Regions from separate parts of the Oryctolagus cuniculus genome. Here region 2 is linked to region 1. The links are chromatin contacts, called in public Micro-C maps. All regions are on one chromosome and are shown on one strand. Each heading gives the region's core, a stretch centred on a gene start, on an enhancer-like site or on the middle of the called end of the contact. The rest is flanking DNA. Distances are from core to core; before and after follow the strand shown. Region 1 holds the start of UGP2 (UDP-glucose pyrophosphorylase 2). Region 2 holds the start of MDH1 (malate dehydrogenase 1).

The links. Hi-C and Micro-C count contacts between places; a contact is called where the count stands out from the background.
Region 2: a contact with region 1 is called in a Micro-C map of ear pinna, with 7 times the contacts expected there. The contact joins the promoter of MDH1 here to the promoter of UGP2 in region 1. A contact is called at or near these places in 2 of 6 Hi-C or Micro-C datasets (ear pinna and an unstated tissue).

What each region holds. Positions count from the first base shown.
Region 1 is chr2:138,974,514-138,981,467 of mOryCun1.1, forward strand. It overlaps UGP2 (UDP-glucose pyrophosphorylase 2), which reads right to left and starts at 3,549. Exons shown (of 10, transcript XM_008254344.4): 1 at 3,215-3,549.
Region 2 is chr2:139,292,325-139,299,278 of mOryCun1.1, forward strand. MDH1 (malate dehydrogenase 1) reads right to left here and starts at 4,577. Exons shown (of 9, transcript XM_002709844.5): 1 at 4,064-4,577. The coding sequence starts at 4,066. It overlaps WDPCP (WD repeat containing planar cell polarity effector), which reads left to right and starts at 4,760. Exons shown (of 18, transcript XM_051842860.2): 1 at 4,760-4,894; 2 at 6,580-6,627.

The sequences.
Region 1 (6,954 bases), core at 2,299-4,798:
GGAGACAGGGAGGAAGTACCTGGCTACTGGCTTCGGAATGGCGCAGTGCCGGCCGTGGAGGCCATTAGGGGAGTGAACCAATGGAAGGAAGACCTTTCTCTCTGTCTCTCATTGTCTATAACTCTCTTGTCTGTCTCTAACTCTGCCTGACCAAAAAAGAAAAGAAAAAAAAAACCGTTTAAAATAAAAGGATGGCAACTAAATGCAGTGTTATCTTGGATTGAATCATAAGAATAGTACTCTGAATTAGGTGTGTACTGTGGCTAACAGTAATGTATCTATATTATGTCTAATTTTTCTATACATCTATATATATTCCAAAATAAAAAGCTCATTTTTTAGAAAAGTTGATGACAAAGTAATGACAAGCATATATAGCAATTCTTAAGTATTGTGATTGGATTTAAAACCTCGTGAGGGGCCGGCGCCGCGGCTCACTAGGCTAATCCTCCGCCTTGCAGCGCTGGCACACCAGGTTCTAGTCCCGGTCGGGGCGCCGGATTCTGTCCCGGTTGCCCCTCTTCCAGGCCAGCTCTCTGATGTGGCCAGGGAGTGCAGTGGAGGATGGCCCAAGTGCTTGGGCCCTGCACCCCAAGGGAGACCAGGAGAAGCACCTGGCTCCTGCCATCGGATCAGCGCAGTGCGCCGGCCGCAGTGGCCATTGGAGGGTGAACCAACGGCAAAGGAAGACCTTTCTGTCTCTCTCACTGTCCACTCTGCCTGTCAAAAAAAAAAAAAAAAAAAAAAGTGCACTCTTTACAAAAAAAAAAAAAAAAACAACCTCATGAGGATAGTTAGTGGTAACACTAAAGACCATTAACGCATACCAACTCAGCAAGTTATTCCAAAACATAACTACATGGAACATCTTCAGTCTAATAATATTCTTAACTTTTAAAGAGAAGTGACTAGTCTACTTTCCCCAGCACATTCTCACAAAATACTGACTTTATGGTAACTGAGTATTATTGCTATTAAAAACCAGTAAGTTTCAACAGTAACCTCTGCCTTTCTACTCTTCAGTAAGACATGCATTTAATTAGAACCTAAGTATCTTAACCACATTTAAGGTATAACATGAATTTGAAAGTCTAATGACAAATGGCATTTCTGAGCTTGGTGCTAACGGCAGGCATGAATGCCCCAACTGTTTCCAGAAAATTCATACTTTATGACACAAAAGTTAAAGAAGAGTTAATAAAGTCACTAGGGCATTTTTATTCCCAGGGTAAAATGATGGCCATTACTAACACAACTTTTTTTTAAAGTTCAGCTGCATTTATTGACACTTAACATGAAGTCGTTGGGAACTTTACTAGCAGTGTGTTCAGCAAGATGGCTGAAGCTTTCAACACTGCTGGGCTCTGCAAGGAAAGCATTTACTTGCATACCAGAAAGCAAATCCTACACTACAAATTGGTGACAGAGGTTTAAGGCAGCACTAGTTTCAGTGCCTACACCATACACACACATTGCTACATACATACCAATCTTACTGCTGAGCTCTGCTGACAAGCATTCCTTAGCCCTTTCTTTAATATACATGTGGAAATTTAGAGGTCAATTTACAAATTTCAAAGAAATCTTTCTTCACATTTTCATAATTCAAAAAAGGAAAAATAAACACAGCAATGCAGCAAAGTCATTTCTCCAGTAGAAATGACCTCCAGCTCTCACGAGTTACTCCCGGTTTCGCAATAAATGACTCTTAACCACGTATACACAAACAGCAGAAGCTGAGAACACTAAAGCTTCCTCAATAGTCCTCAGTAAAACCCACCTGCCTTCCCCTAGCCCTCCCGGTCTCCTTCCCGTCCGCGCCCACTTACACAGGTACCTTGACACTGACCAAGAAAAGAGAGCAGGGATTAATCAGTAGCCAAAACCTTGTTTTATCATCATTTACAGCCACTATCCAGGGAAGCTGAAGTACTCATAACCTGATTTCAGGGAGGCAAAACTACACCCAGAGGGGCAGAGCGGTATAAATTATACCTATCTGAACCGCCAACTCAGAAGCTCAAGGCGGTTCAGATGTCAATTTAACGAAAAGGATTTCGCAAATGGTATCTCAAATGAACATTTTCTACTTCCAAATCATCCACCCAACCTCTAGACTGCCAGTACCCAAATTCGGCTGCATCAACCCGGGAGATAAGAAGAAGCACGTCTTACCTTGTACAAATCTTGACATTTTAGAGTTTTATTAAAACACTTTGATTTATAATTTTTTAATTTCTAGAGGAGTCACACTACCGGGCAGGTCTCTCTTCCTCTCTTGCTTTAATAACCGACGAGTTCTTTCTCCTCCTATGTTTAGCTACTTAGGGGAGTATTCATTCAACGGATTAAAACTTGCTCCTATATATATATATATATATATATATATGAGAAGATATATGTACACCTAGAGAATCTTCCAACTCCAAAAGACGGAAACTTGCTGCGAATTGGTCTGCTTGGGAACTCCTGGCTACACTGCGCTCCCTGACACAGCCGGAGACTCCCGGAAAAGGTAAAACCACACGAACTTAAATTTCATCAATGAAAGAGGCGGACCTACAGCTGCCCCTCGATCTCCACGCCCTCTGGGGCTGGGCTGCAGCAGGAACCCGGGGCGCACCCTCGCCGCCCCCCTCCCCAGCGCAGCCGTCCAGTCTCGGGCGGGTACCCCGGAAAACTCCTGTCAACCGCGGCTCCCGCCCAAGCACGAGTTACCCAGGCGGGTCAGGCGGCAATGGGGGATGGGGAGGGGGACGCAAATGGAACCATTTTTACCAGCCCCAAAATATCCTGGGACTGGGAGGCGCTAGGAATTCCGCGCTCAGGCGGGCCAACTGGCCGGGGCCTCGGGTCACCCGCGGCCTCCAGCTCCCCGCCTAACTGCCGCGGGCGGCGAAACCCCGCCGCGGCTTTTTCGCTGCAGAGGCCGAAGGCTACGTCGCCCCTCCCCCCCTCCCCCGCGAACATTAAAGGGCCACCGGAGAGGGCCGGACCCCGCGCCCGCTCGGAATCCCCAGGGAGAGCTCCGACCCTTCCTTCTCACACGTTTTCTCGTCCCGCCTGCCCTGCGCTCTCCCCAATCCCAAATTCGGCCTCTGGAGCTACAGCGGGTGGGGGAGAGGAACTCTTCTCAAAAAGAGAAACATAAGCTCAGGGGATCGCCGGAAGCCCGCCCCGCCCCGCCGCTCCCCAAGCAGCTGGCGAGACCCACCTTCCTTCTCTTCCTTTAGCAGCTGGGAAATTGGGGGGCGTTTATGGCGCCCCAGGAAGAAAGCTCGCAGGTTGAGAGAATGTCACCTCTGAGGCACCCTTCTCTCTTCCCCCTCTTTCCTCACAGGTGCACACCTCGAGTCCCTCGCTAGCGGTCTCAGCCCAGCTGCTGACCCCCTCTTGCCCAAATGCCTGCCGGCTGCTGACACCCAAAACCCCCACTTTCTCCTGAACGCCTCCCCTCCCCCTCCGCTCGGAGCAGCCCCCCCTCAATGCGGAAATGTCCCCGCGGCGCAGAACGACGGGCGCAGCCACCAGTCCGGAACCGAGGCGGGCGCAGGGCCTGGCCAATGAGAGGTGTGGAGGTGGCAGGAGGCGGGGCGTCTGCGACACGAGAGAGCGCGGTGGAGGCGGGCGCTGAGCCGCACGCGGGAATCCCGCGCGTAGGAACGCCGCACCTGCGGCTGCGTAGCGGTCGGGGAGGTCTCACCTGTGTTACCCCTAGTCTGCTTCAGACCCCGCAGCAAGGGAGAGAAGCTGAGCACGAGTGCTTGTTTTTACGGGCCGTAATAATGTTCCTTGTTACCACAGACTGAGTAGCACCGAATAGAGCCCGAGCTGGCCACAGCAGCCACCCGGAGTGAGCGCCTCGGTGACAGTAACTCCCGCTCACCGCTTGCTTTGGGATGAGTTAAGGAGTAAGCAGTGGGGCCGCCCAACAAGCACAGAGACTTAGGGCGTCGAAGGAAGTGTCAAGTGAGGGCACCCAGAACCAACCTCTCCCCCCTGCCCCGTTGCCTCGGTGACTAGTGCCATGAGAGGCATTGATTTTTCTGATCCGTGTGGAGCTGACTGAAGTTACCCCTCAAGCATGCTTTCCTTTTGATAGATTCTTGAAGTCCTCAAAGAAAGAGGATGGCGCAGGATGGCACGTTGACCCCTGGGCACTGCGAGAGAGCCAGCCTAGCGCCCTGAAAGTCACACTTGTTGCTGCTGGGACTTGACGCTTACACCTCCTGACTCGGACGGCCTGTGGCAGGAGTAAAAATTGTCAGCGTTGTTTCTTAAGTGTCTGCAACAAACCAAATATTTCCAGAAGAGTTTTGAGGCTTTGGTCAACACTAGTCAAGCAAGGTACACTGAGAATTTTTAAACGACTCATTGTCTAAACAAGGGAACTTTAATTTTTTTAAGTTCCACATATTTACATGGAAACCTAATTAAGAACAAATAACAAAGGCCAGGGATCATTTGTCTCACTAGAAAATGTCTGCCATTAGTACGGTGTTTCTTATGTGAAATCTGAAAGGATTACACCCAAAAACCTCTCTGCTCTAAAACTAACTTGCCCCAAATGGGAAGTTTCTAAAATCTAGATGTTTATAGTTCAGTAGAGCATTTAAAGACTGGAAATCTTAATCAGAATCTCTGTGCTCTTTATGGACAGTGGAGAAATCATTCCAGCATTGAATAAGCAGTATTTATTTATCAGCGTTAGCACCAAAATAAAATATCACTAAAGACTGGGCCTCACACAGTTAGCCTGCAAAAGATAAAGAGCAATGATGAGTCTTTAATTATGCAAGGTTTATCATAAGCAAGAATGATCAGTTATTTTCCACCTTCGCAGATTAAGGGAAAAGAAATGGGTTTGAAATGCAGCAAGCACTGGGTATTATCTAAGAATGGCATTTTGCTTTATGAGTGATTAAATATTGAAATATGATACCAAAAGGTGTACATTTGCTGCCTCAAGAAATTCCAAAAAATAAGTAACTTCCCATCTTTGATGGTTAAAGCTATAACCATTCAGTGCTGATTTTTAGAGAAGTAGCATGCTAGAAGTCATAGTTCCAAGTATTTTTGAATAATGCCCTTTAAAATGGAGTTCCTTTACACAGAGAATTAAATTTACATTCTGAACCTTCAAACACTTTGTAAAGGTCTCTTTGTAAAAGAGCCTGCCACTCTCTCTTGCCATTGGGAAATGCATCATTTGACTTATCTATGGGAACAAGGGAGAAAGAGATGGGTTTCTTGATGGCCATGGAGTCATGGCTTGCTTAAAAGGCAATTGCCTATATCAAACTCTAAAAAACCCTGTTCTTTCTGTGTGTATTTTTAGTCCTTTTAACTACTTTAGAATTTCCTTTCAAGGTGCATGATGTGGCTTCCATATGATATGCTGATGCTGGTTCTAGTCCTGGCTGCTCCTTCCAATCCCGTGCTATGGCCTGGGAAAGCAGTAGAAAATGGCCCAAGTGCTTGGGCCCTTGCACCTGCCTGTGAGACCCGAAAAGAAGCTCCTGGCTCCTGGTTTCTGACCGGCCTAGCTCTGGCCGTTGTGGATATTTGGTAAGTGAAGCAGTGGATGGAAGACATTTCTCTCTGTCTCTTCCTTTCTCTCTAACTCTACTTCTCAAATAAATTCTTGAAAAAATGAAATCTTTAACATAGATTTATAGATTAAACCATTGTAGAAACTTGGGGTGGAGAGATCTAAAGTAGGAAAAAGATGAAGGAGTGGAAAGGAGTTTGTATACAGAGATGAGGAGTTGGAATGATAGAGATTGTGAATTAAAGATGTCTAGAAGCAAGATTTCTCTGATACCATATGCTGCCTTCTAAGGATGACATAAATTGTCTGTAATGTTCTTCATTCCTTCTTTTTACTTCCCCATTGAAACATGAGAAAATTTAGTTTGATTTACCTAGCCTCATGTCTTGGAGTATATCACAACCTCACCATATTTTTTTCCTTTTTTTAGGCAGGAACTTTCTATTAACAATAAGGAAATAATATCTATTGCCCTGGTTTCTAAGCATGTTTTCTTCATGTCTTTTAGATTTAATGTTTGGCACAGCATCTGGCCCATAGCATGTACTCTAAATATAAATTGAATAAACTGTTTAGTGCCACTAAGTCTTTCTAACTCACAGGTTTGTATGCTGCTCTGTATTTGAGAACCATTAGGAAAAAATTTAATTTAGACCTGGGGATAAAGATTTTTAAGTTCCAGTTTTTTCCACCTACAATGTGAATCTGGGCCAAAATATGAGGGAGCTTCAAAAAGCTTGTGGAAAAATGGAATTAAAAGATGGCATGAATTTTCCATTGACTTTTGGAATTATAAGAATTAACAGTAAATATAATGTACTGATGACTTTACAGTGAGCCTTACTAACTACCCACCATGAGCATTATCTACTAAGTGGTAGTTTAGAAATTGCTAAAATATGAAGTAAGTATTACAGATCAGCAATATGTGTGGTCTTCCATTTTTTTTCTTGTTTATCATACCCTACACTCAAGAAAGTAAAACAGTACAGTTTGAGGGAACATGTCATAGATATAAACAGTTCTATGTCATGCCCAAAATGTGTAGCCAAGAAACCAGGCAACAATTATCCACTGGATTGTTGCCCATACTCAATATTGGCTCCTATCTGTTCCCATCTAAATCCTAGGCCACCCACATGAAGGAGGAAAAAGGGGCTACTGTTACTCAGTGAGTAGTTGTCAGTTCCTGACTAGATTTAACAATGGAGCATTTCACTTGAGTCAAAAGGTAACAGAATAGGGTTAGCTAGAAAAAGATACCAAATTATATCTATGAGAAAAGACTACTAATGAATGAGTAGTCTGGAAATGAATGGAGTTTCCAAATAGTCAAGGAAGAGAAAGACTTCATTCTTTCCTGTTGCCAACACCCTGTTGTTAATGAATCAGGAAGTTTGCTG
Region 2 (6,954 bases), core at 3,327-5,826, 320 kb after region 1:
TCTAGTCCCGGTCGGGGCGCCGGATTCTGTCCCGGTTGCCCCTCTTCCAGGCCAGCTCTCTGCTGTGGCCCGGGAGTGCAGTGGAGGATGGCCCAAGTACTCGGGCCCTGCACCCCATGGGAGACCAGAAGTACCTGGCTCCTGCCATCGGATCAGCGCGGTGCGCCGGCTGCAGCGCGCTGGCCGCGGCGGCCATTGGAGGGTGAACCAACGGCAAAGGAAGACCTTTCTCTCTGTCTCTCTCTCTCTCTCACTGTCCACTCTGCCTGTCAAAAAAAAAAAAAAGTAAATGAAAAAATTTAAAGTTTGTTGCCTCTGGCTTATTAGAAAACATTAAAAAAAAAAAAAGATTTTATTTATTTGAAAGGCAGAGTTACAGAGAGAGAATCTTCCACCAACTGGTTCATTCCCCAGATGGCCACCTACAGCTGGAGCTGGGTGAGGCCATCAGCCTGGAAATCCATCTGGGTCTCCCACGTGGTTGCAGGGGCTCAAGCATTCGGGCCGTCTTCTGCTGCCTTCCCAGGCACACGAGCAAGGAGTTGGAGGGGAAGTCGAGTGCCAGGACTCAAACTGGCACTCATGTGGGACGCCTGCGTTGCAGGCAGCAGCTTAACTTGCTCAGTCAAAACAATGTCCCCAAAAACTGATATGTTCCAGTAAATCACCATTAACTAAGCAACTTAGAGAGCACATGTCCTTGGGCTGCGTATTTTCATGGTATTATTTAACTGTTAACCATCTGGAGATTTAAAAGTGCTATCCTAGATTTACTTACATGATCTTACCCATCTCTTTTGGGATACTTTACTGCAAAGATCAGACTTACATGTTGATATCCTCTTGGTAATACAAACTTGCCTGGCCACTACAGCTTTAATGCCCTACTCTCATCAGCTCAATACAATCTTTTACCCTGGGACAAGGAATTAACAGTGATTAAAACTTTCCACTTATATTACTTCAAAATGTTTTAATGAAATAACTATGCCTCAACTTAACTACCCGGAAGAGGAAAAATAAACTTTTATTGTTATTTAGGTGGAAATAAAAATGAGAAAATGATTACAGAGGCAATAGAGAAGAGTAGCTGAAGAGATGGTTTCTGCAGCCAGAGTTTCTGGTTTCGAGTTCTGGTTTCACAACTCATTAGCTGGATGTTTCTGGGCAAGTTACTCAACATTTCTGTATTGTTTTTTCATAGTAAAATGGAGATAAAATAAGGGCACTTCAAAAAGTTTGTGGATAAATGGAATTAAAAGACAAGTTTATTTGGTGCCAAAAAAACCCACTGCAATCTTTTTTTCATAAATATGTATTTTCATGAACTTTACGAACACCTTTCATATGAATGGACTTCAAAAAAATTTTTTGCAATAAATAGCTTTTAATCCCATTGTCTATGAACTTTTTGGAGTGCCCTCATAACAGCTATTTAACAAACAGTATTGTTTTAAGGATTGAAAGTTAACATACAAAGCACTAACAATATGTAGTTAAGTGTTCTAATTACTGGTCCCTAAGAACCCTCATAGCTTGTGATTTTCTATAAACTTGTCTGTCACTCTACTAAGATTGTGAAGCCTCCTTGACACAAGTCTGCTTTGACTCAAATTTGAAGTTTCGAAATGTTCAACAAACATTTACTGAAGAACGAAGGGTAAAGAAAAATATACACACAGGCTACTTCAATGTAAAGCAAAGTAGACGAAATGAGGGGGAAGCGTTTATCAGTATCTATAAAGCTTAACATACAAAAAAGTCAGGTAGGTGGTTAGGAAAGATTGAGTTCAGTTTTAGAAGGTAAGTTAGCTTCTCAAACTGTGTTCATGCTCTTTAGTGAGGGGGTTGTGGCCAACTAATCAAGAGCTAATTCTACCTCAGCAGTTTCCTTCTGTGTCTTTGGGCAATTATTTTCACAAGTAGGTAATTCCATCTTGTTAAGAGTAGTATGAAGCCTAGTGAGGGTCTGAATGTTTGATGATGAAATATGTAAAGAAAGCACATACTTGGTTTTCACTGCTCTTTTGCAACAGTGCTGCTGAAAAAGCAGGAGGGTGGAAGAGTCCTGCTGGCTTTTCACAATGTTACAGAGTGAACACAGGTTACTATTCTTTGCTCAGATATCTGGGCAGCCTGCCAAAATCCAGGCGGGAATGTCTTTGCTCTTGGCAGGGCACTAATGACCTTCCTTTAGATACCAGTTCTGTTTTGCGCATGTGCTCAAGTTCTAGTCATACAGCTTTGATTTAAGTGTACTGTTACTGCACAGAAAGACACATTTTTTTACCTTCTAATTTACATATCCTTCTGTAATACAAAAGACAAGCATATCAGTCACATTCCTTCATTTATTCTTGCTGTTACTCCTCATGGACACAAAAATTTCCCTCCCTCAAAAAACAAAAAGCAAAAACAAACAAACAAACAAAAAAAAAACACCTAATTTGAATTGGCTTTGATGGTTCTTTTTGAAATCAGTGATTGTTCATACAATCTTTGGAGGAGGCCATGAGATTGAGTTATGTGAGAATTTCCTGTCAACTGTAGCAAATTCACAGAGTGACCCTTCCTCATGGGCAACGCTATGTTATCTGGTACCCCAATGACCTTCCAAGGGTGATACCTGGCTCCCTGTGCTGTGTAGCAAAACCAAAACCATAGGAGGCCCATGTTTTCTTTGTGACCTTGAGAAAATCATTTGACCTCATCGGTCTACATTTTAAGATTAGATGAAATAATTTTCAAATTCCCTTCTCAGTTTGGAATTCCAATATCCTAAACACAAGTTAGTAGTTATTCTACATCCTGGTATCCTCATTTGTATCTTCATCTGGAACCTCGGCTACTAAAAACGAATTTTTAGGCTGACTTTGGTAAGTGTACCACACACAGTAAAATGGAAAGAGTAGGAGACCCTCGGGCAAACCTGTGTAACCTTGAGCAAACCACATTCTCTCTGGGTCTTAATAAATTCAATTTTAAGATGAGAAGTAAAGAGATTTGTCAAGATGATCTTTAACAGCTGAAACATAATTTAAGTGACCAATTATGTAATATAACAAGATATATGTATATATGAAGGTTTAATACTTAACTACGAACTCAGTACCTGTCCCCACTGGCCTTCTTATACAGGTACAGGAGTAATGCCCGTGTCTTGAAAACATGTCTTTTCAAGTAATGGGAAATTTCTAATTCATTCAAACATTGCCTCCCCATCCCTTTTAGTATTATTTTGAAATAAAGGAGAAAAAGTAGTCTCAATCATTAACACAAATACCGAAGCAAATTCTTGGATGGCAGATGTCACCTTCAAAGCGTGCGCAGATTACTCCTACGTCAGAACCCCCCCCTCCCCCAGCAGGGACAAGACATGGAGACCTAGGGATCCAGATCTTCAATGACAAGACAGTTGCATTACATTTAAATGAGCTGCTTCTGGAATTCATAACACAGAGCAGTAAAATACGTCCGCACTAGTTGTTTGGCCAGTGATGCCAACACTTCCTGGGGCTGCTAAAAAATCAAAGGACAGGTTTTAAATAACGTTTTGTGAAATTAGATATGGCGGAAACACGTCTCCTGACAACGCAGATGGTAATCGGGAGCACCTGGTAAGCGCTACTTTTACAAGTCAAGAGCCCTTCGCTCTCAGGGTCTGACAAAAGCCCGTGAAAACACCGAGGGCTTAAGAAAAAGCCTAGGACCCAAGCTTCTCCTCTCCCATCAAACCGTTATCGATCACGTCAAACTCCGTGTCATTCATCGGAAAAAACCTATAGCCTGGCACTTTGTACCCCGCCATGCGTCAAGATTGGGATCGCGCCTCTCCACGGACACTGGTTTCTCCAGAGTCCTTCTAAGAGCCCCCCAGCTAGAAATCAACCCCTTCCCCATTACTGGGTTACTGCGACAGTCCCCAGAAGATGAACCGAAGCTTTCCAAACGGCGCCTAGGACAGCGCCTTGCAGAGCCGCCTCCCAAAAGTCACTCAAGACGAGGACTCCTGCACCAGGCTGCGAAGGCCGCGGGTGGGCAGAAGCCGGGGGACCAAACTCACCATGATTGAGAACTGCGCAGGCAATTTCAGCACCTGCAAAAACCAGCTGCAAAGAATCAGGTCACCTCTACCGCGGAACTGACTCGGGGAGGGCGAGCCGGGCAGGAGAGAAAAAGCAGTACCGAGACCGCGGCGCCCTCTGGGAACTGTAGTTTACGCCGACGCGGCTCTAACGCCACCTCAAGGCATTTCCTTCCTGCGTTGAACTACACTTCCCACGACCAGAGGTTCTAGTCTCATCCTTCTCCTTGCGCCCTAGGACGACTGCAAAATAGTCCCCGAGGGCGAGCCGCTGTGATTGGAGCACGAGGACGAGCGGATGGTTTCCGCTCAGAAGGAAAGACTTGTCTGATGGCGCCCGGCAATTGGCTGGCGGGAAGGCGTGTGAAACTTGAGGGAGGAGAGACAGACCCCTTAGCTACATCCCCCACACGCGTGCAGCGGAGACTATCCTCCCTCGAGAGTAAGCGTGGGAGGCAAAGAGACCTTCCGCCGCGTAAAGCCGACTCGACCCGGAAACAGTCTTTTAAAAAAAGTATCCGTGCCCTGGAGGGGCGGGGAGGATTGGTGTGTCTGGAACGGGGGACAGCTTCGCAGGTTGCTAAGCGACGAGGCAGGAGCGCGCGCGCTCCCAAGCTGCTGGAGGAAGACACCTGAGGAAACAGTGGCGGCAGCGGATCCCCGAGACCCGGGAGACCAGGCTAGCACGCCGCGCCCTGCCGGCTCCTACCCCAGCGAAAGGAACGTTCCTCCCCGGGCATTGTCCGGTGACGAGACGAGGGCTTTGCTGGGGCGGCCCCTCACCGCGCGTCTTCGCCACAGCGGAGGCAGGTGAGTCCCTGGCCGGTGGGCAGGGGATTTTTCTTTTAACCTAAGGGTCCAGAAAGGGTGATGCGCGGGTCTGCCGGGTCGGTGACCTCCAGCCCGCGGGTCCGTCTCGGCACACTGTGTTAGGGGCGTGGGAACACGGTAAGTGTCCTGGAGGGCGTTCGCACCCTCCCACCTATCTCCCCCCTCCCCCCCGGCTGTAAAATGCAGCTCTTCCACAGTTAAGTCAAAAATATTTATTGAGGACCCCAGAGTTTAACTTTAAGCCCGACCGTGAACGTTGACACGTTTGCCCGTTCTCTTTCGGAAGCTGTATCGCTTTAAACCGCCGTGATTCTTAAAAGTTACGCCAAACCTTCGAGTCTAAGGAACGAGTTTCAGCTGAATGGGACACACTGGTTGTGCCAGGAAGAGTCTCAAGTGGTAAAAACAAAACCTCAGATTAATTTTCATTTAAAATGAATGTTGCCCAAGAGAATTGCTGTCGTCTATGAAAGTTTGTTTCACATGGATATTAAAAGGAAGGTGTGATGCTCCGATATAGCGTACATAGAATGCAAATGACTAAAATACCAACATCAGGTAGCACTGCTAGAACTTCTGGTTTTTTGCTGTTACTGGTAAGGGAGTGCAAAGTGGTATCTCACTTTTTCTCTATTTCATGTTGGAGGATTTGGTATCCAGGGAAAGAAATATAGGCCTTGCTTTCCTACTTGATCTATCAGTAGTATTTGTGGTGCCTGGGATGATTGTCTTCCTTGAATCACTGTATTCATTTGGCTTTGAGACTGCATGCTTTCCTAGTTTTCCTCTATGTCGTTAGTTGTCCCTTCTCAGTCATTCTAATTTTTTTTTTAACCTCTGAGTCCTTGACAGTGGGGTACAGGTATTCAACTACACTCAATCCCTAAGTGACCTAATTCATGAGTTGCATAGCTTCAAATGCTAGCTCTATTTCAAAACTTAGGAAATTTGTATGTGTGGCCCTGAATTCCAGACTCTGTATAATTACTTGCTTGTTACTTTCACTTAACTTTTTTTTTATAAATTTATTTATTTGAAAGACAGAGTGAAGAGACTGAGAAAGAGATTTTATATCAACTGGTTCACTTTCCAAAGGGCTACAACAGGGCTGGGCCAGGCTAAAACCTGCCCTGGAGCTCCATCTGGGTCTCACATAATAGTGGCAGGAGATCAAGCACTTGAGCCCTCTTCCATTGCTTTCCCAGGCACATGAGCAGGGAGCTGGATTGGAAGTGGAGCAACCGGGCTTGGCCATGGGATGCTGAACTCACAGGTAGTGGGTTAACCTGCTGAGCTACAGCATTTGACTTTTAATAAGCATCATTTCCCTGATTTTACAGATGTACACAGAAGTATAACATCCTTTAACACATAAAACATGACCAGCCCCCAGTTCCAGTTCCTTGTAAGGTTTCAGACAAGTGTGAAGTAATCAAGAGCTGATTCTGGTTTGATGGAGATTGGTTTAATAAATTGACTAGTGACGCAGAGGGCCAGGGTTTTAGGACTCTTGTTAGACTCTTGGGAAATGACTGACACATTGGCTTTCTTGAAATTCCCAGTGTAGCATGGGACACAGATCTGTAAACCAATAATGACAACATACTATGACTTGATTTGTAATAATTAAGAATTACTAACTCTATACTGCCAATACTTCACAGATGAGATGCTGCCTGAAATGAGGACAAGCATATGTGTCTGCCAGGCAGGTAAGGTAGGAGATGGAGCCACATTTGCAGTTTGCATGTAGGGTTTAGAATGGCAGTTAAGAAACATAGTCATTTCTTTGTATCCATGGAGATTTGGTTCCAGGACTGCATCCAACACTAAAATCTGAGGGGATATTCACGTTATAAAAAATGGTGTATATTTGCCTATAATTTGTGTACATCTTCTCATATGCTTTAAGTCTCTAGATTACTTACAATACCAAGTACAGTGTATATGTTATAGAAGTAGTTTTTATGCTCATTTGTTAAGGGAATAATCACAAGAAAAAGTCTGTACAGAGGGCCAATTGTACACATATTCTTTAT